Linked DNA regions of Macaca mulatta: region 1 is linked to region 2. A link is a contact called in public Hi-C data. All regions are on one chromosome and are shown on one strand. The core of a region is the stretch at or near the end of the contact, and the rest is flanking DNA. Distances in the headings are between cores, read along the strand shown.

Region 1 (3,643 bases), core at 1,076-3,575, 130 kb after region 2:
TTTCCTTAAAAGGGGACATACTTGTATATAGGTAGACACACACAGACACACACGTCGTACACATACACACATGACATACACGTAACTCCGTTTTCAAAGGTCACAAGTTATTTCCTGGGAATAGGATTGGCAGGATGTAGAATGAGCTAGGTAGAATGATTTTTGTTTGCTTTTCACTTTATATTCTTCCCTAAAATTGGAAATTTTTTTTAGCCACTGCACCCGCCCTAATTTAGCATTTTAGATAGTGATCAATGTTACGAAATAATATAACGGGGCAGTAGGAGAGAGTGTGAAGGGTGCTACTTTAGGCTTGTCCTAGTAGGCTTCCTAAACAGGAGCTATCTGAGGAAAAAGGAGGAGGAAGAGCTTCCAGAGAGAGCGGACTGGGGCAGGAAAGACCCTAAGTGTCCCAGGGAAATAAGGCAGGCCAGTGTGTGAGCGTCCAGGCGGGGGCGGGGCGCGAAGGGGAGGGGAGGGCGGGGGAGAGGGAAGACTGGGGGAGTGGAGGGGAGGGGAAGGGGTGCGCAAGGTACAAGCCAAGTAGGGGATTGTGTGAGAGGCGCCAGGGCCAGATCTTGCAGGGGTTTGCAGGCCACGGTGAGGGGGTCAGGTTTTCTTGCAAAGCTGCCTTGCTCTGTGCAAGCGCACTGTCGCACGCTGCGGGCAACACGGCCCCTGGCCGGCCCCCTCCGCGGCTCCAGGCCGGCTGGTGCCTGCCGTGGGCCTGTAGGTGGGGATGGTGGGTTTTGCCTCTATGCGGTCACCGCCTGTCTGCGTCGCTGCCTTCTGGCCTCAGATCCGGGAGAAAGTCCCGGTAGGGTAGGGGGGCGCGCAGCCTCAGGGGCGCCCAGCTATTGCGCGCTGCTGGGGAGCAGGGGCGGGCACCGCGCTCTGCACCGCCATGCGGGTTCCGGCCGGGGGAGGCAGGGGCCGGTGCGTGACGCGAGGCGTGCACGTGGCCGGGAGTGTGCTTTTCGGGACAGGTGCGGGTGCCGCCGCGGGCGCCAAGGCGCAGACGCGTGCGGGCACCCGGCAGCCTGGGCAGTCGGGTTATCCTCGGCTCCGCGGGCGGCTGCCTCTTGTCCACCGGGAAGGCGCAACGACCTCGGGGACGCCAGGGCGCAGGGGCAGCTGAGCCGACTTCGCAACTCTTAAGTTTTTCTTTGGCTCTGTTGCTCGATTTGCCCATCTAAGAAATGGGACTCTGGGCCGGGCGCGGTGGCTCAAGCCTGTATTCCCAGCGCCTTGGGAGGCCGAGGCGGGAGGATTGCTTGAGGCCAGGAGTCTAGACCTGGACAACGTAGCAAGACTCCTTCTCAAAGGGAAAAAATAAATGAAGTGGGGGGGCACTCAAAAGAATCGGAAAGTGCTTTGCAAACTTGGACACGAGTCGGGCGTTTTATTCACTTTCTCTACTCCCCTCCTCCCTTTGGGAGCCCCAGGGGCTGGAGTAAGCACGCTACCACCCACTACACCTCTCAATGCCCGCGGCACAGTAGTCGCACTCGATTTTGCATCCCCCAGGGCCTGTAAACGCCGGAAAAGCTCCCGCGGGGTGCGGTCGCTGGGCCTGGTCACGTGATCCCCACTCGGCGCCCCGGAGCTCGGGGGCAGCGAGCAAGTGCGCATGCGCATCCCTTCAAGCTCTTCCTCCCCACCCCCACCGGCTACCTTGGCTCGGACGCAACCACTGTCAGGTCCTCCCCCTCCTCCCTCTTCATCCTTCCTGACATTCACTCCCTTCCCCCAGCCACTTGGTTACGTCAGGCAGACAGGCCGAAGAACCAATCACGGTGCTGTGCTCAGAAGCCGGCACGCGGAACCGGTCTGATCCGACTAATAGGGGCCCTTGGAGCGGCCACGCCCCAACCGGGCAGGGGAGCTCGGGCCCAGTGGGCGGTGCTTCTCCAGTCAGCATGTGGGCGGGGTAGGGCGGGGACCAGCAGCCGCAGAGGCGTCCTCCGCGGCGGCGACGACGACGTTGCTCAGTCTTTGGGGTGGGCTCAGCGGTGCAGGCCGGGCTGCGCGGAGGGCTCGGCGGTCAGCGGCGGCGGCGGCAGTTGGGAGGCCGCAGCGTCATGGGGGAGCGTTAGACAGGCTGCGGCGGGGGAGGCGAGGGGCGGCAGCGGTCATCTGGTCCGCGGCGACCTCGGCGGGGCCCGGGGGGTGGGAAGGCCTGGGGCGGGGGTCGTCCCTGGTTGCACGGGGCCGCGGGGCGGGGCTCGCCGGCCGTCGGGGTGCAGGAGGCCTGGGCCGCTGAGAGGAGGAGGCGCCGCCGGCCGCCGGGCCCTGCCGCCGGGCCGCTTGACGACGACGCTCCCGCGGGGGCCCCGCCTGAGGAGGACGCGGCGGCGGCGGCGGCGAGGCCGCGGGAGGCCGCGGAGGATGGAGGAGCGGAAGGAGGAGGGCGAGGCCGAGATCCAGGAGCACGGGCCCGAGCACTGGTTCTCCAAGTGGGAGCGGCAGTGCCTGGCCGAGGCCGAGCAGGACGAGCAGCTGCCCCCAGAGCTGCAGGAGGAGGCAGCGGCCGCCGCGCAGCCCGAACACAAGCAGCAGAAGCTGTGGCACCTCTTCCAGAACTCGGCCACCGCCGTGGCCCAGCTCTACAAAGGTGAGGCCGCCGCCGCCATCTTGGTGCCGCTTGGCCGCCCCCGCCCGGGCCCGGCCCTGTCGGCTCGGCTGCCGCTTCGGGGGGCCGCTACGGCGGCGGCCCCGGGGGTCCCGTCCGGTGGCGCCGCGGCTCTGCCGCCCCCTCCCCGCAAGATGGCGCCGTGGGAGGGAGGCCCGGGGTTGGGGGGGCAGGCCAGGGCCGGCGTCGGGGGAGCCCCGCTTTGCGGTCGTCCGAGGGTCCCCGCTCTCCGGGCCCGGCCGCCCGGTGTCCCCCTCGGCCCGGAGAGGGGAGGGGAGGAGCCCCCGTCACAAAATGGCGAAGGGAGACGGCGGGGCGGCCCCATTGTGCCCTGAGCCGGCCTCGGGGCGGGGACTGCGAGGGGGGCGCCTCCCTGCGCCGCGACTTGTCCCTGATCTGAGCCCCTGAGGCCTGCGGCATCCCCTTCTCCCCGCCGCGACCCCCCTGCCCCCCGGTCCTCACACTGGGTTTGGGATCCCGAAACCCTTGAACAAAATGGCGAAACCTAATATGGCCGTTCCGGAGTGATTGACGCCCAAATAACATTCTTGTTCTGTTTCTTTTTCTATGTGTGTTTCTTTTTTCTTTCTTTTTTTTTTTTTTGGTTTGCTTTTCAGACCGAGTGTGTCAGCAGCCAGGACTTTCTCTCTGGGTCCCCTTCCAAAACGCAGCCACCGCCGTCACCAACCTCTACAAAGGTAAAGATAACCTTGCTGCATTGCCGATTCAGGGAAGGGCCGCTTGCGTCAGGGTGTCTCCCCTGCGTTCCAAGTGTGTTTTCTGCTCCCCAGCCCAGCTGCTAACCTAGAATACCTTGCAACTTGAGAATCCCGGCGGTGCTCTAGCTAGATCCACCGGAGGCAGTTTTGACACCCCTCAGGACAGATGGCAACGCCTGGGGACGTTTTTGGTTGTCTTCTCCTAGAGGGGGCTGTTGTTGGCACCCAGTGGATGGAGGCTGCTGAAGGTCCTGCAGTGCCCAAGATAACACCCCCGGCCCCCTCAGCGAAG
Region 2 (3,529 bases), core at 787-3,286:
ACAGATAACCCAGTGCTTGGCGTGGACTACGCTCTTCTGTCCCCCATTACTGCCACTGATAAATACCACTGGGGAATGCCTAGTGCAGAATCCCAGCCACTTTGCCATTTGCAACCTGGCCAGCCATTTTTTCAGTGACCATCCAATTACTGGCAATAAGTTATACAGAGGGGAACACCAGTCGCGCTTAAGTGTTCCCACCAACCGGTGTGCAGCGCCCCACACTTGGAGCCACCGCACAGGACTAAACACTGCTTTTCCTGAGCTCCCCTGGAGCTTCATTCATTGACGCAACCCAAGATCCCTTGCTAAAAGTAAAACTAGAATAAAGCATTCCACGCCCTTTTCATTCAGGTGGCCTCCATTTGACTCCTGACAGCCTGAACCCGTCACGTAGGTAAGAAAACTTTTTAAAGACCATTCGGACTTTGCTTTGTTTCAGTGGAATGGGCCAGGAGAAAAAGTGCCTTCCAATGACCAACTCCGTAAATCCAACACCCTTCTCTTTACAGTGTTCTTTACATCCAACCTTTATAACCAAGACTCTATACCTCAAACTACAGTGCCCTGGAAAATTACTGCCACATCGGCAGAAAACCGAGTTACCTTTCGAGTCAGGTTTGATTCTGATGCAGGCAGCCATGTGCGGCGGGGCTTTCGCACGGCTGCAAGCGCACACCTGGCCGGATGCTGGCTGCACCACACACTGCCAGGTACCAAACTCCCAGAAAAACAGGTGGATTCGGAAACCAACAGCGCCCGGATCAGAACTCTGGGCCAGCCCAAAGCCTGACAACATCTGCGTTCCTTGCAGGTGTTTTAGAATGTAAGCCCGACGCTAGGCAGTGCTGTTAGAAAGTGATTTGGAGGAGCGCTTCCGAGCCACGGCGCGCCCTCCGGGGGAGCGCACCGGAGCAGGTGCGGGCGAGCCCCGCGCCCGGGGAGATCAGGAGTTCCCCAGCCAGACCAGATCCAACCGGACGCCCCAGAACCGGGACGGTCCCCGGAGCCCGCCTCCCAACCTGGGTGAGAAAACACCTCCGTCCCTCCGCGGCCGGAGCGTTCGAATTTTACAACTCTGGGCGCTTTGTGCCGGGGAGGCCCGGCGAACGTGTGGTCGGGACAATGCACGGGGCCGAGGCCCCGGCGGCCGCCCCTCACCCGCGGACCCGGCATGACTTTGCAGCCTCGCCGGGCCGGGGCCGGGAGGCCAGGCCGAGGCCCGGCGGCCGCCCGGGGCCTGGTTAAAGATGGCGAGCCCCTCGCGTGGCTCCCGCGGCTCCCCCGGCCACAATGAAAGGCGCCCCCCGGCCCCGCCGCGGCCGGCCCGCGGGTCTCACCTTCCATCTCCATGTCCTCGGGCTCGCTCAACTGCTGCTCGCCCGCTTTCTGCTGCTGCTGCTGCTGCTGGTGGTTCATGTCGGCCGCGGCCTGGGCCTCGCCTGCGGCCGGGGGCCGGGGCTGCGAGCCCGGCTGGCGGGCGGCGGCGAGCCGGGGCGGCGGCGGCGGCGGCGGCGGGGCGGCCTCCTCCTCCTCCTCCCGCGCGTCGTCGGCGGCGGCGGCCCCGGGGCGGCCCGCGGCGGGCGGCGGCGGCGGCAGGGAGACGCGCACGTACTTGCTCGCGATTCGCCCAATCTCGGCGCCGAGGCGGGCGGGCGGCCGGCGGGCCGGGCCGGGCGGCCTTGTCGCTCGCTGCGGCCGCCGCCGCCGCCGCCGCGGGGCCCGCCTCCCGCCGCCGGGGCCCGGGCCGGGGCTGCGGGGCTGCGGGCCGGCCGGGGGCGGAGGGCGGCCGGGCGGGGGCCGCGGAGTCAGCCCCGCCTCGGGCCGGGCGCGGCGGGCGGGAGGCCTGGCCGGCCGCGGCGGGCCTGCGGGCCCTGGGGCCGGCGGGAGCGGCGGCGCGGGCGGGCGACGGGCCGGCCGCGTTCCGAGAGCCGCGGCCTCCGCCTCCTCGGCGTCGTCGTCGGGGCTCCGGCAGCGGACGCGGCGCCCGGCAGCTCGGCTCGGCTCGCTCTCAAAATGGCGGCGGCGTGAAATGTCACATCCGCATGGGGGGCCGCGGAGCGAGCGAGCGAGCGAGGAGAGCTAGCGGGCGGGCGCCGAGCCGGAGGGCGGAGCGGGAGCGGAGGGCGGAGCACGGGAGGCGGAGCAGGGAGCGGCCCGCCTGCCGCCGCCGCCGCCGAGGCCCGCCCGCCCCGCAGCGCCGCGTCCCGGCGCCGCCTGCCCCTCAGTCCCGAGGCGGACCCTCGGCGCTCGCTGCCCCCGGGCCGTGGGGGCCGAGGCGGGACGCCTGGTGACTTAGCCCTGCGGGGGTGGTCCGGAATCCTCCCCATCGTGGGGAACTGGACAGCCCGAAAGACCCAGGAGCGGCAACGAGGAGGTGCCCAGAAGCCACCCGGCGGCCGTGGTTCAGGTCCCAGCCGGGCCCGCCGGGGCGAGCGCCGGAGGTTGCCCAGGGACTGCTCGGGATAGGGCCCGGAAGGGAGCCTGGGGTCAGCGCCTAGAAGTTCCTGTTGTTGTCGTTATTTACCCTCGCCCGCTGACCTGCACTTTTTCACCCAGTATCTACCGTGGAAGAATTTATTTTCTCACTGTCAGCCTAATCTGGCAAAGTTTGGCTCCTTAAGAGCAACCCCAGGCGGGACGCAGCTTCTCACACCTGTGATCCCAGCAGTTTGGGAGGCCGAGGCGGGAGGGTCACTTGAGGCCAGGAGTAAGAAACCACCCTCTCTACAAAGTTTTTGGTTTTTGTTTTTATATTTTTGAAATGTATTTTTAATTAGCCGGGTGTGGTGCCTCGCGCCTGTAGTCCCAGCTACTTGGGAGGCTGAGGCTGGAGGTTCACTTGGGAGGTTGACTGAGGCTGCAGTGATCCAAGATAGTGCCACTGCACTCCAGCCTGGGCAACAGAATGAGACCTTATCTCAACTAATGATGATAACAAAATAATAATATAAAAATAAAACAAGCCCACTACCCCTCACATTTGGCATTATTTCCTTCCTATCAACCCAGTCTGGGATTATTCACCCGGGGTCTCCCTATTTCAGGAGACATTCAGTGAATGTATCTCCTGTCCTGTCTCATCCAGTCATTGACAGACTGATGATTAGGGTCTCAACTCTTCCAGTTAATCAAGGTAGTGTGGGTCAATAAAAATGGAGCAAACCGATGTACATTTCTACACATCTCAGGGGAGAATGGAATTTCGCCCTAACAAGGCCAGAAGATTGTGGTACCTGTCTTCCTCTCCATCTCCCTATACCCGCTTTCTCTGCGTTTTTCTCCAGTTTATGTACTGTTCATCTCCCCGCCCCCCAAAAGAATGTTCTGCTCACTGTTGTATCACAAATGCCTGGGATACACAGCAAGTGCTTAATAAAAATTAGTTGGGCCAGGCGCAGTGGCTCAAGCCAGTAATCTCAGCACGTTGGGAGGCCGAGGTGGGCGGATCACCTGAAGTCAGGAATCCGAGACCAGCCTGGCCAACATGGTGAAACCTCATGTCTACTAAAAATACACACAAAAAAAT

Evidence for each region. A called contact is a pair of places that touch in the nucleus more often than the background predicts.
Region 1: a contact with region 2 is called in a Hi-C map of fetal cortex germinal zone, with 2.3 times the contacts expected there. The contact joins the promoter of HAPSTR1 here to the promoter of USP7 in region 2. A contact is called at or near these places in 2 of 14 Hi-C or Micro-C datasets (cortical neurons and fetal cortex germinal zone).

The regions. Positions count from the first base shown.
Region 1 is chr20:10,311,698-10,315,340 of T2T-MMU8v2.0, forward strand. It overlaps HAPSTR1 (HUWE1 associated protein modifying stress responses), which reads left to right and starts at 2,326. Exons shown (of 4, transcript NM_001194229.2): 1 at 2,326-2,614; 2 at 3,250-3,330. The coding sequence starts at 2,389.
Region 2 is chr20:10,177,948-10,181,476 of T2T-MMU8v2.0, forward strand. USP7 (ubiquitin specific peptidase 7) reads right to left here and starts at 2,037. Exons shown (of 31, transcript XM_015125591.3): 1 at 1,341-2,037. The coding sequence starts at 1,419. LOC144337770 (a long non-coding RNA gene) reads left to right here and starts at 845. Exons shown (of 3, transcript XR_013411264.1): 1 at 845-1,026.